5 separate regions of the Mus musculus genome follow, and all the other regions are linked to region 1. Evidence: chromatin contacts called from public HiChIP or PLAC-seq and promoter capture Hi-C data. All regions are on one chromosome and are shown on one strand. Each heading gives the region's core, a stretch centred on a gene start, on an enhancer-like site or on the middle of the called end of the contact. The rest is flanking DNA. Distances are from core to core; before and after follow the strand shown.

Evidence for each region. Promoter capture Hi-C pulls out the DNA fragments that hold promoters and counts their contacts. HiChIP or PLAC-seq counts read pairs in DNA pulled down with a chosen protein or histone mark.
Region 2: a promoter capture Hi-C map of the SN4741 cell line shows a contact between it and region 1, with 2.8 times the contacts expected there. The contact joins the promoter of Ncf1 here to the promoter of Gtf2ird1 in region 1. A contact is called at or near these places in 5 of 39 promoter capture datasets (the C10 cell line, the HPC-7 cell line, the SN4741 cell line and 2 more), 3 of 484 Hi-C or Micro-C datasets (CD8 T cells and nephron progenitors), 6 of 115 datasets of contacts at active chromatin or transcription factors (the NIH/3T3 cell line, bone marrow-derived dendritic cells, embryonic limb bud and 3 more) and 3 of 9 other capture datasets (adipose tissue, liver and pancreatic islet).
Region 3: an H3K4me3 HiChIP or PLAC-seq map of bone marrow-derived macrophages shows a contact between it and region 1, with 2.4 times the contacts expected there. The contact joins the enhancer-like site here to the promoter of Gtf2ird1 in region 1. A contact is called at or near these places in 2 of 39 promoter capture datasets (cranial neural crest and frontonasal cranial neural crest), 3 of 115 datasets of contacts at active chromatin or transcription factors (bone marrow-derived macrophages, embryonic stem cells and pancreatic cancer cells) and 3 of 9 other capture datasets (adipose tissue, liver and pancreatic islet).
Region 4: an H3K27ac HiChIP or PLAC-seq map of double positive thymocytes shows a contact between it and region 1, with 8 read pairs. The contact joins the enhancer-like site here to the promoter of Gtf2ird1 in region 1. A contact is called at or near these places in 2 of 39 promoter capture datasets (cranial neural crest and liver), 1 of 484 Hi-C or Micro-C datasets (CD8 T cells), 3 of 115 datasets of contacts at active chromatin or transcription factors (double positive thymocytes, embryonic stem cells and memory CD8 T cells) and 3 of 9 other capture datasets (adipose tissue, liver and pancreatic islet).
Region 5: a contact with region 1 is called in an HNF4G HiChIP or PLAC-seq map of pancreatic cancer cells. The contact joins the promoter of Gtf2i here to the promoter of Gtf2ird1 in region 1. A contact is called at or near these places in 6 of 39 promoter capture datasets (the C10 cell line, cranial neural crest, embryonic stem cells and 3 more), 2 of 484 Hi-C or Micro-C datasets (both in embryonic stem cells), 5 of 115 datasets of contacts at active chromatin or transcription factors (embryonic stem cells, extraembryonic endoderm stem cells and pancreatic cancer cells) and 3 of 9 other capture datasets (adipose tissue, liver and pancreatic islet).

What each region holds. Positions count from the first base shown.
Region 1 is chr5:134,455,429-134,458,073 of GRCm38.p6, reverse strand. It overlaps Gtf2ird1 (general transcription factor II I repeat domain-containing 1), which reads left to right and starts at 1,358. Exons shown (of 30, transcript NM_001081464.2): 1 at 1,358-1,565.
Region 2 is chr5:134,228,305-134,230,949 of GRCm38.p6, reverse strand. Ncf1 (neutrophil cytosolic factor 1) reads left to right here and starts at 1,325. Exons shown (of 11, transcript NM_010876.4): 1 at 1,325-1,454. The coding sequence starts at 1,383.
Region 3 is chr5:134,257,204-134,259,848 of GRCm38.p6, reverse strand. The region is part of intron 16 of Gtf2i (general transcription factor II I); the gene reads left to right. Among named protein-coding and RNA genes, the nearest start is that of Ncf1, 29 kb to the right of the region's middle. Within about 2 kb of position 1,293, at least 53 of the 459 cell types and tissues checked have an H3K27ac peak or open chromatin away from gene starts, as enhancers often do. A contact at or near this core is called in bone marrow-derived macrophages, where this site is marked.
Region 4 is chr5:134,282,707-134,285,351 of GRCm38.p6, reverse strand. Gtf2i (general transcription factor II I) reads left to right here. Exons shown (of 34, transcript NM_010365.4): 7 at 2,104-2,158; 8 at 2,522-2,565. Among named protein-coding and RNA genes, the nearest start is that of Gtf2i, 31 kb to the left of the region's middle. Within about 2 kb of position 1,356, at least 41 of the 459 cell types and tissues checked have an H3K27ac peak or open chromatin away from gene starts, as enhancers often do. A contact at or near this core is called in CD8 T cells, double positive thymocytes and memory CD8 T cells, where this site is marked.
Region 5 is chr5:134,313,460-134,316,104 of GRCm38.p6, reverse strand. Gtf2i (general transcription factor II I) reads left to right here and starts at 1,345. Exons shown (of 34, transcript NM_010365.4): 1 at 1,345-1,722.

The DNA.
Region 1 (2,645 bases), core at 109-2,608:
GCTGGACAACCATTCTATACACTGACTGAATTATATCCCTAGTGAAACTGAGTGTTTTCACTTTTTGAGACAGGATCATATGGGCCAGCCAGGCTTCAAACTCTCAGAAATCCTCTTGCTTCAAACTTCTAGGCCCTAGGATTATAGATGAAAGCCACTAAGCCTAACTCTTTATTATATATATATATATATTACAGGGATTCTCTAAGTTCAGACTGGGCTAGAATTCTCTATGATGCTCAGTCTGACATGAACTCCCAATCCTCCTGTCTCCGTCTCCTGAGTGCTGAGACTACAAGCACATTCTATCATGTCCTGCATCTATTTACCTTTTACTTACTGAATTTGAGGCACAGTCTCCCTGAGTGGTTTGGGGACTTGTCTGGTACATGTCTCTCTGCTGTGCCTATCCCAGCAAAGGCCTAGCCAAAGATTCAGGGGACCACCTGGTTACCAACCAACTGCTGGGTTGACTTGGGACATATGGCTTTGGAGAGGTTGGAGGGGGAGGGTCCCCCAGTGTTCCCCTCCCCCATTTAGTAGTATACAGGAGGTCAGATGGATGGTAAAATAAAACTCGGGACCCAAAACCACTCTGTGTGGTTGTGCTCACCTGTAATCCCAGTATTTGGGAAGTAGAGGGTCAGAAGTGCAAGGTCATCTTCAACTACATAGAGAGTTTGAGGCCAGTGTGGGGTGTGCGAAACTATCCTAAAACAACAACAATAAGGGTTTTAGGGTGTAGTTGTATAAGTAGAATGGTTGCCTTACATACAGAAAGCTCTGGGTTCGAGTCTTCCCAGGTATAAACTATAATCCCAGCACTTGGAGGTAGAGCCAGGACGATCGGTTGTTCAAGGTTATCCTCACTTTTCAGTTCGTGAGTGTTCAGGACCCTAAAACAGTTTGACTGCAACCAGGGCTTTATGAGATTCCAAGATAAAAAATAAATAAATAAAAAGGCCTGGGCCAGGCCATCCAAGAGAAAAACCTGGGGTCCCTCCCTTCTGACCTTGGACACTCCAGGCATAAGAGTGACCAGGAGGGCAAACCACCTAGGGATCCTCCGGGCGTCCTCTGGGTGACCTTGATGTATTCTGATCTCTCCGGGGAGGGGGTTCTAATCCGTGGCTGGGGGAGTCTCGAGGCTCCGAGGTTGTGAGTCCTCCCCCACGGTGGCACGGGGCGGGCCGTGCGGGCTAATCCCGTATGTAAATGACAGCCAATGGAGGGTGGTGTTGCGCGGGGCTGGGATTAGGGCCGGGGCGAATGGCTGGCAATCTTACTGGGATTACAGAACAAAGAGAGAACCTCCCAGAGCCCGGGCTCGGCTTCGCGCTCGCTCCGCGCCCCGCCCTCCGCCGCAGCCCGCGCCGGGGGTGGGGGCCCCGCGCAGCCCCCGGCCGGCCGCCCGCACCGCGTCCGCCCTCCTTCCCTCCCTCCCTCTACTGATCCTGTCCCCCATTCCCGGATTATTAACTCAGCAACCAGAGGCGACTGGATCTACCGAGTCCTGGCCACCGGGCCCGGGCCGGGGCGCCCGGAGCGCTTGGGGATCCTGCAAGGTAAAAAAAGGAGAAAGTTTGACTGGGGGCGGGGGTGGGGGTGGGGGATGGGATGAGGGATGATGGAGATGGGGTGCTCTGGAGCTTGCTTTGGTTTTGAGCCCTTATTTTTGCACCCCCCAACCTCAGTGTGTTGTGTGTATGGGAGGTCCCTTCCCCTCCCCCTCCAGGTGTCTCAATTCTAAGGCCCGCCTTTTGGGGTGTGTGTGCACGTGATCGGGATTATAATTCGAGTTTGGAGGGGGATGGGTTGGGATGGTCAGCTTCTTCCCTCCGGATACCTGCTGGAATCGGGGAAAGCAGACACCCCTCTCACCCTCGAATTCCCTGGAGGTGGAGAGAGAAGCGCCCCACTGGCCTGGAGCCCAGCAGGCCTGGATACAGTTGGGCGAATGAGGTCAGTGGTGCTGCCCTGCCGGGGGAGGTTGGTGGAGGGGGCGTCGGAAAGAAGCTTTCCTCCCCCTCCCCCTTTTCCTCTCCTGTCCTCCAACGCTCAAGCTGAGTCCGAACACTGCCCCAGAGCGGCGGTTTTTTTTTTTTTTTTTTGGGGGGGGGTCATCCTGTAAAGAGGCTGGCTTGCATGGTGGGAGCCGGACCTCTTTGGTTGGTTGGGGGTGAGTCAAAGAGACTTAGGGTCTCTAAAAAAGGGGCACAGAGGGTGCCAAGGAACAAGTTTGAGGGAGCCTCGGCTGTGGGTGGTCTCTGAGTTCTTGAAGAGGAGGGGGAGGGGCCAAAGGGTGCTTAAAGTCTCCCCATCCGGAGTCTCTAGGAGTGATCGCGACCGGTGTGACTCCCAGCTTTGCAGCCAGTCAGGGGGCTGAGAGGGCGACTTTTTTCCTGGCCTCTAAGCCCCAGGGAAACGGGGGATGGGGGGGAGGACACCCGTGGCTCTCAGAGTTTGGCTGCTCTGTCAGGAGACTAGCGGAGACCAGCATCGGGTCTGGCGACCCAGCCTCCCTGGAGTAGACTAGAGGTGGCAGTTCCTGGGTCCCCTTCCTGGGGAAGTGAAAGAACTCAGGAGCCGGGCTCAGCGATGGAGTGTGTATCTGGAATGTGGGGCGTGAAGGCTGGTCTTCGGCA
Region 2 (2,645 bases), core at 76-2,575, 230 kb after region 1:
AAACATCAATGTCTGCTATTTCACAACTGCCTATAACTGCATCTACACACACACACAAACACACACACACAGAGGATTCTGAGCTTTTCTTTATTTTTTTAAAAAAGTTTTTTTTTTAAATGGTTTTTCGAGACAGGGTTTCTCTGTATAGCTCTGACTGTCCTGGAACTCACTTTGTAGACCAGGCTGGCCTCGAACTTAGAAATCCACCTGCCTCTGCCTCCCAAGTGCTGGGATTAAAGGTGTGTGCCACCACACCTGGCTTTTTAAAAAGATTTATGTATTTATTTTATGTATATGAGTACACTGTAGCTGTACAGATGGTTGTGAGCCTTCATGTGGTTGTTGGGAATTGAATTTAGGACCTCCCCTTGCTCAGGTCGGACCCTCTCACTTCAGATAACTCTTCTCTCTCCATCAGTCCCTGCTTTCTCCGCCCAAAGATTTATTTATTATTATACATTGCAGATGGTTGTGAGCCACCATGTGGTTGCTGGGATTTGAACTCAGGACCTTCAGAAGAAGAGCAGACAGTGCTCTTACCCACTGAGCCATCTCGCTGGCCCTAAACTTTTCTTTAATGTAGGTTCTAGAGATAGAACTCAGGTCCTCAGGCTTGTATGCCAAGGACTTTATCTGCGGAGCCATGTCCAGTCCTGGTCCTGTAAAGACAGGACTTCTAAAGTCAATCTCACGTAGGCCAGGCTATCTTCAAACTCATTATATAGCTGAAGCTGGCCTTGAACCCTTGATTCTCCTGCCTCTACCTCCCAAGGGCTGGGGTCACAGGCTTTTTTTTTTTTCCTGAGATAGGGTTTCTCTGTATAGCCCTGGCTGTCCTGGAACTCACTTTGTAGACCAGGCTGGCCTCGAACTCAGAAATCTGCCGGCCTCTGCCTGCCACCACACCCAGCTTTTTTTTTTTTAAGATTTATTTATTTATTTTATTAATCTGAGCATGCTGTAGCTGTCTTCAGACAACACCAGAAGAGGGCATCAGATCCCATTACAGATGGTTGTGAGCCACCATGTGATTGCTGGGAATTGAACTGAGAACCTCTGGAAGAGCAGTCAGTGCTCTTAAGCACTGCACCAGCTCTCCAGCCCCATGTTTGTTGGGGGTGGTTCAGAACTGTAGAGAGGCCCCAGTGCCTGGGTTGGGCCATGGTGTCGGTAGAACAGGTTTCTGTGCTTCAGGGCCCCTGGCTGCCCCACCACTCTGTTGAAGCTCAAAAATTCTCAGAAAGTGAAAGACTAAGTCTAAGAGCCTCCTGGGCCTTCCCCGCCCTTACCCCACAAGCAGCAGAAACCACTTCTTCTTTTTAGTGTATTTAAGGCCCAGCCCAGGCTATAGAGAGAAGTGTCCCTGTCACGGCCCAGCCATGGGGGACACCTTCATTCGCCATATTGCCCTGCTGGGCTTCGAGAAGCGCTTCATCCCCAGCCAGCACTATGTGAGTAGCCTAAGAGTGCCCTGCAGGAGCGCATAGTGGGGACAGTGCTATCACTCTGCTGCTACCCAAAAACCACCTGGACCAGGGAAGGAGATGAGAGGAAGGGAGACCAGGGAAGGATGTGAGGGGAAGGGGGACCAGGGGAGGATATGGGGGGAGGGGTCCAGGGGAGGATATGAGGGGGAGGGGGACCAAGGGAAGGATGTGAGAGGGAGGGGGATCAGGGGAGGATATGGGGGGAGGGAGAACAGGGGAAGGATATGGAGAGAGGGAGACCAGGGGAAGGATGTGAGAGGGAGGGGGGACCAGGGGAGGATATGGGGGGAGGGAGAACAGGGGAAGGATATGGGGAGGAGGGGTCCAGGGGAGGCTATGAGGGGGAGGGGGACCAAGGGAAGGATGTGAGAGGGAGGGGGACCAGGGAAGGATATGGGGGGAGGGAGAACAGGGGAAGGATATGGGAGGAGGGGTCCAGGGGAGGCTATGAGGGGGAGGGGGACCAAGGGAAGGATGTGAGGGGGAGGGGGACCAGGGGAAGATATACCTCCGTGGGGACCTCTCAGGCACAGGGCTTTCTTATCCTTGGGCTTCAGGCTTCTCTTGGGTGTTCACAAAGGACCCTGCCATGGTGAGCAGATACCCCTGTGCACCGTCCCAGCTGCCTCCCTCTCTGTCTTCACACTGAGCCCCCAAGCATGCCAGAGCTCAACCTTACCCTCTGTCCAGTGCCTAGGACCAAGGCTCATTCCTACCAGGAAACCTCCCTGTCTAGTCAGCTCCAGGAGTGGCCCTGCATGGCAGCCTGCGAGGCCTGGAAACTGTGGCTTTTTTTTCTCTCCTCTTCTATGATATTGGTTACTGAGTTTGGATCCCTAGTAGGGGACGATGTCTCCCGTTTGCCCTGGGGAGATGAGGTCGAGGAATATCTGCCCATATATCTAGACTCTATCACTGGGTCTGCTCGGCCCAAGGCAGGCCAGAGATGGTGCCGCCCAGCACTTGTAAGCTGTTTACCTGGGACCCTCAGCAGTTAAGAGCTAAGTCTCCCCTCCCTCCTCCCTCCCTCTCTAAATATAAATGTTCTGAATCATTCCACAACCAAAAGCCACACCAGAAGAGGGGACAGCGGTCACCCTGGGTGTTTCCTTCATGTCCTCCATCCCTCCCCTGGAGACAATCACAGGGGTATTT
Region 3 (2,645 bases), core at 44-2,543, 200 kb after region 1:
TATAGTTCAGAAATCTCAGTGGCCCGTCGTTGGCTAACTGGCCCTCATAGCACACCTTATATCTAATCAGACCAAAGCCACAATGTATACTCAATACATTTCTTCATATCGATGAATTTCTGCCACCTGTGCTTGCTGAAGACAGGCTTAGGGCGATGACTGACCTGCTTGAAATACAAAGCAACAGGATAAAGGCTTCTTGGGGGAAGTCCAGGTACTTTATTCAGTTTTGCAAATTAGCATCGATCAAGCTCAAACTCTGGGAAGGTGGCTTTGAGAATATACAGCTATATATGTGAGTTTGTGTGTATTGTGTGTGTGTGTGTCACATGTGTGCAGGTGTCCAGGGAAGCCAGAAGAGGGTGTCAGGTCTCCTAGAAGTAGACTTACAAGCAGCCGTGAGCCACCTAGCCTGAACCTCTGTCCTCTGGAAGCGCAGCGAGCACTCTGAATTACTGAGCCATCTTTCCAGCCCCAGATGGTCTTTTATCTCTTTGTTTTGTTTTGTTGTTAAGAGTTGTTTTGTTTTAGGAATACAATGAGATGATTCAACTTAACTTAGTGTTTCCTTGCTTTTAGTAAAAACTAATTTTAAAAAGTTTTTAAAGCTGTATATTTTTCTTTTTGCGCTGGGATGGATTGGGCCTCAAGAGCCCTAGACAAATGCTCTACTTCATACCAGCAAATGTTAGGCAAGTCTCTCCTGTGAGCCACACCCCAGCCCTGAATAGTTGCTTCCTGAAGTTTCATTATTCAGTGTAGGTATTTGACCATTTGGATTCCTTTCTCTTTGGGTCCAGCGAGGACATCAGGGCCAGGCCATCTGCCTGCCCACTGGCTTCCTAGAGTCACCATGATCCTGTTTTAGGTTATCTTGGGTTTTAGCATTTATTTAGCTCTCAAGGTTTTTTTGGAAAGGGAAATTTTATTTTTCCACTCCTCAGATAGTGGCGGGAAGCAAACACCATCTCCCAACAATTCCTAGTTGAGGCGCCCATCCTCCTCACCCTCGTCAGTATTCCTAGCAGTAACCTTCCTTCCAGTCATTGGGTGTAAACCAACGAGGAAGCAGTAAAGACTCCTCTCCTGGTGTCCAGTCAGTGCTTCCCCTGGATGCTTGGCAGCCTAGATCAAGTGATGGGGCATGTTCATTTTGGGGGACATCCCCATTATGTCCTTGCATTTCCTGTGTAGGTGTGACGTGTGGTTTTTGAGTATCTTGGCTCCAGAGAATGTCACTGCCGTTGGCTGTTGTTAGCTTTGTCCAGGAAGTGGCAAAGGAAGAAAGGAAGGGGGAGGAAAAGGAGAAGTGGTTGGGAGAGCCTAGGCTGGGAGAGCAGAGGTCACCCTTTCAAGTATAGCTGAGGAAGCAAACTCGGGCTGGGATCTGAGTCTGTCAGGTGTTTGGTCCCCAATACTATAAGATAATTTTTTTTCAAGACAGGGTTTTTCTGTGTAGCCCTGGCTATTATGGAATTCGTCCTGTAGAACAGGCTGGCCTTAAACTCACAGGGATCCACCTGCCTCTGCTTCCTCAGTGCTGGGATCAAAAACTTGAGCTACCATTGCCCAGCTTAATTTTAGACAGCCTTTAAGGAGAAAATAGATTCAGAGGTTTGAGACTGCAGTTAGAGTGCTTGCTTAACATCATACATAACCGGATTTCTTTTTCCCCCCCCAGCGGCCACCATCCAAAAAAAAAAAAAAAAAAACCTTTACTGGGCCCAGCGGCTAGCATTTTTGGTAGATCTAGAAACAAAGCTGTTTGTGAACTGGTGAGAACTCGGAGGTATCGGTCCCCTTTGTTAGGTTTCTAAGGCAGGAGGGAACAAGATCTCCCTGAAATCATCCAGGAGCTTGCTCCACGTTCACCAGCATCCACTGCCTGTAACTGGCAGCTGTGCAGCTCTGCACACTCCTGTGTACAGTAGGGACAGCTCAGAAGTGGAGGTGGCCCGCACAGCCCTGGCTTAGGAGCATTGGTTCTGGTAGGAAAAGGGCAGGACTTCCTGGTCTGTGAGCATGGCGTAGAGAAGGTGGCCGACCGACCGTGTGGGTGGGGACTGGAGGGCTGAGACAGGACAACCAGCGCTCACTGGCTAGGAGGCAGTGTCCTTGAAGTTTTCTTTCCTTTTTGTCCCTGTTGAGACAGGGTTTCATTGCATTTGTAACCCAGGCTGCCCTCAGACTCAGAGCAGTCTCTGCCTCTGCCTCTGCGTGCTGATACTGAAGGCCTTCCTGTGCCTCTGTACCCAGCCTTCAGCTCTTTACTGCTGTCAGCTCAAATGTTCTCTTATAGGAAGCATGTTAAAATCAGGTTTAGATCCTATCTTATGTAACAGCTAAGACAAGTGTGGATCTGAGCTGTGGCCGTCTGCTATTCCTCTCGAGTACGTTTCTTTTACTGCTGTGGTGGGGATAGACTTTGTATGTGGATTTCCAAACACAGTCGAGCCCTTCAGATTTGGTGTTGCCGATATGAAGGAAGGAGTTAAGACAGATGGCTCCCTTGTTAAAGTGCTTGCCTCAAAGGCATGAGGCCCTGCATTTAATCTCTAGAACCCACGGTGACGAGAAGTGGACATGGTATTGCCCTTGTAGCGTCAGCAGTGGGGAGTGCAGACCAGAGGGTCCCCAGAGCTCGC
Region 4 (2,645 bases), core at 107-2,606, 170 kb after region 1:
TTCTCTGACAGGCTGATTCCTTGGAGTTCACTCAACACTCACGATGCTGTAGTACAAACAAAAGAGAAGGAACCATTAACTAGCCTTGGGATGTGGGCGCTTGCCTTGCTTGTGTCCCTCTTCCAGTGTTAAAGGTGTCCTGGATGTGGGTGTCTAGGAGTGGAGCCCAGCGTGTCAGTGCCAGTCAGATGCTCCACTGCCCGGAACCGCCAGCCCAGTCTATTTTGAGTTTGTACCCCACAGAATGTAGAGGCTTAAATTCGTCTTTGCATCTAGGTCTCCGTGAGAAGCGTGCTCTCTGCGTTGTCTTGGAAACTTTGCTGGAGTCAGCTGACCCTGACTCTATTTCTGTGTTTTCTTCACAGCGATATGAGGGTGGAGACAGCGGTGTCCCTCTTCCCTTCTTGCCAGTGTCCCTTTTGTCGCTTACCTTTTGGTCTGGCTAGGGTAATTACAAATAAGACCAAATACAGCGGCCGTAGTGCACGTCACCTTGAGGTCCATGTTAGGTCCTCTCCACGACCGTCCTCCATGTTAGGTTAGGCGAGCGTTCCTTTGCCTGCTCAGTGGGAAGGCAGCAGTGTGTGGCTCATTTTAAAGATTGGGAGAAAAGCAGGGTTGTGGCACAGGCCTGGACTCCCAGCACTTTCATAGCTGAAGCAGGAAGATGAAAAATGTGAGGCCAGTCCAGGCTACACAAAGAAAACTTTCACATTAAGTCACAGAAGTGGCACAGACAGGCTGCAGGACAGACAGCTCAGCAGGTAAAGGACACGTGTGCTACCAGGCCCGGCGACCCCAGCTCCATCCCTGGGACTAAAGTGGGAGTGTGTGTGGGTAAGGGCAGGGCCTTTGCTGTGAGATGGAAGGCAGAGGCAGGCAAGTCTGGAAGCTGGAAGGACAACTAGTCTTGACTACACAGACCAGCAGAAAAAAAAAATACAAGTGAGTCTGCCTCATTAAGGTGTCCTGAGCCCCTGACAGGTGTGGTGGGTGGTTGCTGGTCCTGGGGTGGGGGATGTTGGTCATAGTTTGTTAGTTGCCATGCTCAAAGAAGAAACAAAAGGAAAGAAATTAGGTTCAGGGGTCTCTCTCCCCTTTATCCTTTCTCTCCTATCTAGTGTTAGGAGTAAAACCATGGGGGCGGGAGGGGGGGGGGAAGGGTGGGAGAAAAAAAGAACCCACAACGAATCAAAGACCAGCTGCAGGGTCTTGCTGCCTGGGTGGCCTGGGCCTTTCGCTATAGACCAGACTCAGGGCAGGCCTCCCGCTCTTCCCCGCTGTGCTCCACACAGGCTGCTTGAGTCCAGGTTGCGATCTAGATGTAACCCAGACACGTTTGCTCATTTTTGTGGTGAGGGACATTTGGGCTGTATAGATTCTTGGCTCTTAAGTAAAGGGCTGTGTAGATTGGTTACAGGTTTAACCTCAACGGCACCCCTCCACAGTGCCGGTGATACAAGCCAGGGGCCTTGCACATGCTAGGCTATGCAAAGGTGAGACAGGGTTTTGCCGTGTAGTCAAGACTGGCCTTGAACTGTCTCAGTATCCTTAATGCCTGGATTCCCTATATACCTCCAGGTCAGGTAAGACAGTTCTTTTAATTGCAGTATAATTCACCAGTTTCAAATGTACCACAGATTGGGCAACTGTTGATTATCTACTTGAGAACATTTCTATCATATCTAACAGAACCCCCACACGAGGCATAGCTACTGACCTTGAATAGGGGTCATATTTACATCCGCTTCTTACCTTATGCCACTCAAATGCTTTATTTCTGTTGCCAGCTTACTGGCAGAAATAAGCTTTTTCTGTGAAATGAAAACTGGATGACTGAGTTCAGGACTGTTTATGCTTGCTCATCCCGAGATGTTTCTTCTCCGGGTCCCCCAACCTCACCCTGAATCCCCCACAAGCCAGGGCATGGTATCATGAGCCCTAGAATCCTGACACTGTGGGATGAGAGAATGTGGAATTGACGGACAGCCAGGGCTACACAGAGAAACCCTGTGTCAAAATCCAAAAACCAGAAAAACAGACAAGCAAACCGACAAGAATACCAACAAATGTCATTGAACCTGAATGCCCTTTGCTTTGTAGGTGGTCGAGTGCTGGCGGCCGAGGCTGAGAGGTCCATGCTGTCTCCTAGTGGAAGGTAAGCCATCGTCCCCCCCATACTGTTGTGACCCTGCCCCAGAGTTACTAAAAGCAGAAGGCTGAGGGCCACATCCAGAAGTGCAGGGTGCAGCACTTGGCTGCAAAAGTGTCAATTTTGGTTTTGTTTTAGAAATATTCTCACTTTGTAATAGCCGAGGCTAGCCTCATTTTGGGACACTTGTGCCCCAGCCTCCTAAGAGCTGGAGGCACAGGCGTGATGGGCACGGGAGTGTGGGCTTCAGCTCTGCAGCTGTGCACAGAGCCCTGGGTAGTCGAGGCTGGATGTCGGGGAAGCTGTTGACAGCTGTGCAGGTGGTTCTCACAGACGCACCCCATGATCCACATTTCTTCCTCCTTTCAGTTGTGGCCCCATCAAAGTGAAAACTGAACCCACAGAAGATTCTGGTATGTACTAGTACTCTTAGAAGCTATTATGAACAAAAAGCATTCTCCTTAGCTGAGAAGGTTACAGTTTGAGTGGTTAG
Region 5 (2,645 bases), core at 96-2,595, 140 kb after region 1:
ACTTAATGAATAGCCCTGGACAGAGTCGACAGAGTTGAGTCACAATCGGATTAGGAAAGGAAACGAAGGGTGTAAATATTGTTAGGGAAAATCGTAATAAAAACCAAAAAACGTAGGCGGCTTCTCTAATCAGACTGCTTCCCAGGAATCCTTAAAGACTCCGTGGAGTGCAAAGAAATCCAACATGGAGATTGTAGATGAGGCTTTGTGGGTGCGGTTTCATACAAGAAAGTCGACCAGAGAACGCCAATCCTTGAACCCGAATTCAAAGGCAGGGTTTTGGAACTACATCAAAAGAGTGGCTTGCACGGAAAGTTTTCCAGCAAGCGACAAAGAGGCTGGGAGGCTGGAAAAAGCCTTGTGGCCGCCACCTACCGAGAAGCAACGGGTGGGGGAGGGCGCCCGAATATTCGGCGGACATAAGCGGTGGGAAGGAAAAAAAAGAAAAAAGAAAAAGGAAAAAACAAACGAACAAACACCACAAATTCACCCAATTCTGTCCTTTGCATTAACAGCTAAGTTCTTCAGACTCGGGCTTTTTTAACTTTTGCATTTAACTTAGATGAACAGTTAGTTGATACTCTTCGAAAGTCATTGATCTTATGAAGTAGTTGAGAAAAATAAATATAATGGCCGGAGGAGGGTCTTAAGTTTACTTTCTTTGTAGCTGTGGGGACGATCAGGATTTCTTCAATTCTCCTTCTAAATGTGGAGCTGTGTAAAGACTCGAAGAGAGAAGAAATGGAAATCACGAGTTCCTCACCCCCTCCCATCCGTTGCCTGTCCCAAGTTTGGGCAAGTCCACTCTGGTTGCTTCTAAAGCCAGCTTTGAAAACATTGAGTTCTTTGTGTCCCGGAGCTGGGGGGACCTCCCTCTGCAAATCAGGCGACAGGCCAGCCCCGGGGCTCCCCTGGCCTTTGCAATGTCCCTAACTTTGCAATTTGCAAAGGGATGTTGGTAGCAAAGAGTTATTTAAGTGGAAGTTGTGGCCTGCTGGAGAAGGAAGGGGGGGGACACTAAGTTCTAGGTCTCACCCCACTCCCCTCCCCCATCCGGGCGGCCGCGCAGGCCCCAGGTGCAGCCATGTTCTCGCTCCCACCACCCGCGCGCTTCCATTGACAGTCCAAGCCGGAGAGGGCCGGGCGCCGCGGCGCTTCGCCTCGGCCTAGAGGGGGGCGGTGGGGAGAGAATCAGGGTTCATGCCGCAAGGCTGTCTGGGAGTTATAGTTCGGGGTACCCACCCGTTGCGTAGGTGAGCGCGGGTTCAGAACTACAACTCCCGGTGGGCGGTGCTGCTTGTGCGCACGCGCAGCGGCACCTTCGAGGAACAAAAAAAAAAAAAAAAAAAAAAAAAGGCAAAAAAAAAAAAAGGGGGAAAAAAAAGGAGGAGGAGGAGGGTGAGAGATAAGCTGGGAGAGCAGAGAAAAGGGGGCACCGGCGGCCCCCCCGCTTCCCTGCACGCGCTTGCCGCCCGCCTGCCGCGGTTATCCCTGGGCTTCGTCCCTGTTCCCCCCCCCCCCCCCCGGCGTCTGGCGACCCAGCGTGGAGCGAGGCCCCGCCGGGGGCGGCCATGCGGCGGTGACAGGAGCACGGCCGAGACGCACGGGCCCCCCTCGCCCTCTCACCTCCACCCCGTTCGCCAGCTCGCCGAGGCCCCTCCGGCCTACACTCGCTTGCTGTCCGCATCCCCCCCTCCCCGACCCTCCCCGGCTGCTCTTCGGGTGAGTCCCTGTCGCCTCAGATCGTCCCCTTTCCCTCGAGTGTCCCCTCCGTCGTCCCCCTCTGCCTCGGGGTGCCATGGCGAACAGGGGCGTCTTTATTCGACACTCTGCCCCCGTCGGGAGTGTGTGCACCGACTCGGGCGTGAGAGTTGGGGTCGCTTGGCGCGCTGCGAGTGGCAAGGGGACAACTTCGGGGTGAGGAAGCGGACGCGCTGTGACCCCCCCCAAAGTCCACTCTACTTGGGGGCCTTGGCAGCGGACGCGACGCGGCTTTTTTGGGGGGATGGGGCGGCTGGTGGTGGGGGGAGACGACAGTTGCACGCGCACACCCGTGGTGCGTGGGGGAGGACTCGCGGCGTTCCGCGCCTGCGTACATTGTATCCAGACGCGTGGACGGTGGTCGGGGGACTGGGTTGGGGGTGTTTGAGAGGGATGGTCTCGCGCGAGCAGCCCCCCGCGCGTGAACGAGCGGACGAGTTAGCGTACCCCGGCGGGGCCGCGCAGCCCTGCTCCTTCGCTCCTGATTGGCTGGGAGGGCTCGCTCGGGGACGCGCGCGCGGGCGCGCGGGGTGCCACGGCCCCTCCTGAGCCCCGTGGGGTCGCGCTCGGGTTCGCTGTGTGAGCGTTTGTGTGTGTGTGTATATGTTTGTATGTGTGTGTGTGTGTGTCGGGTTCGCTATGAGAGCGTGTGTGTGTGTGTGTGTCCGTGTGTCCAGGGCTTGCGGAGCTTAGGGCAGCAGGCTGCGTGCGATTGGCCGGCGGGCACCGTGGGGGCGGGGCGTCGGTGCCTGGTAACTGCGGTGGGGGCCCCCGGCAGGGGGGCGGGAGCCACCAGGCTTGGAAGCCAGTGCCCGCCCTGGCTGTCCGGTGCTCCGCCCTGCTCCCAGGTGGAGCCCAGCCGTGGGCTTTGTCCGGAGCTGGTC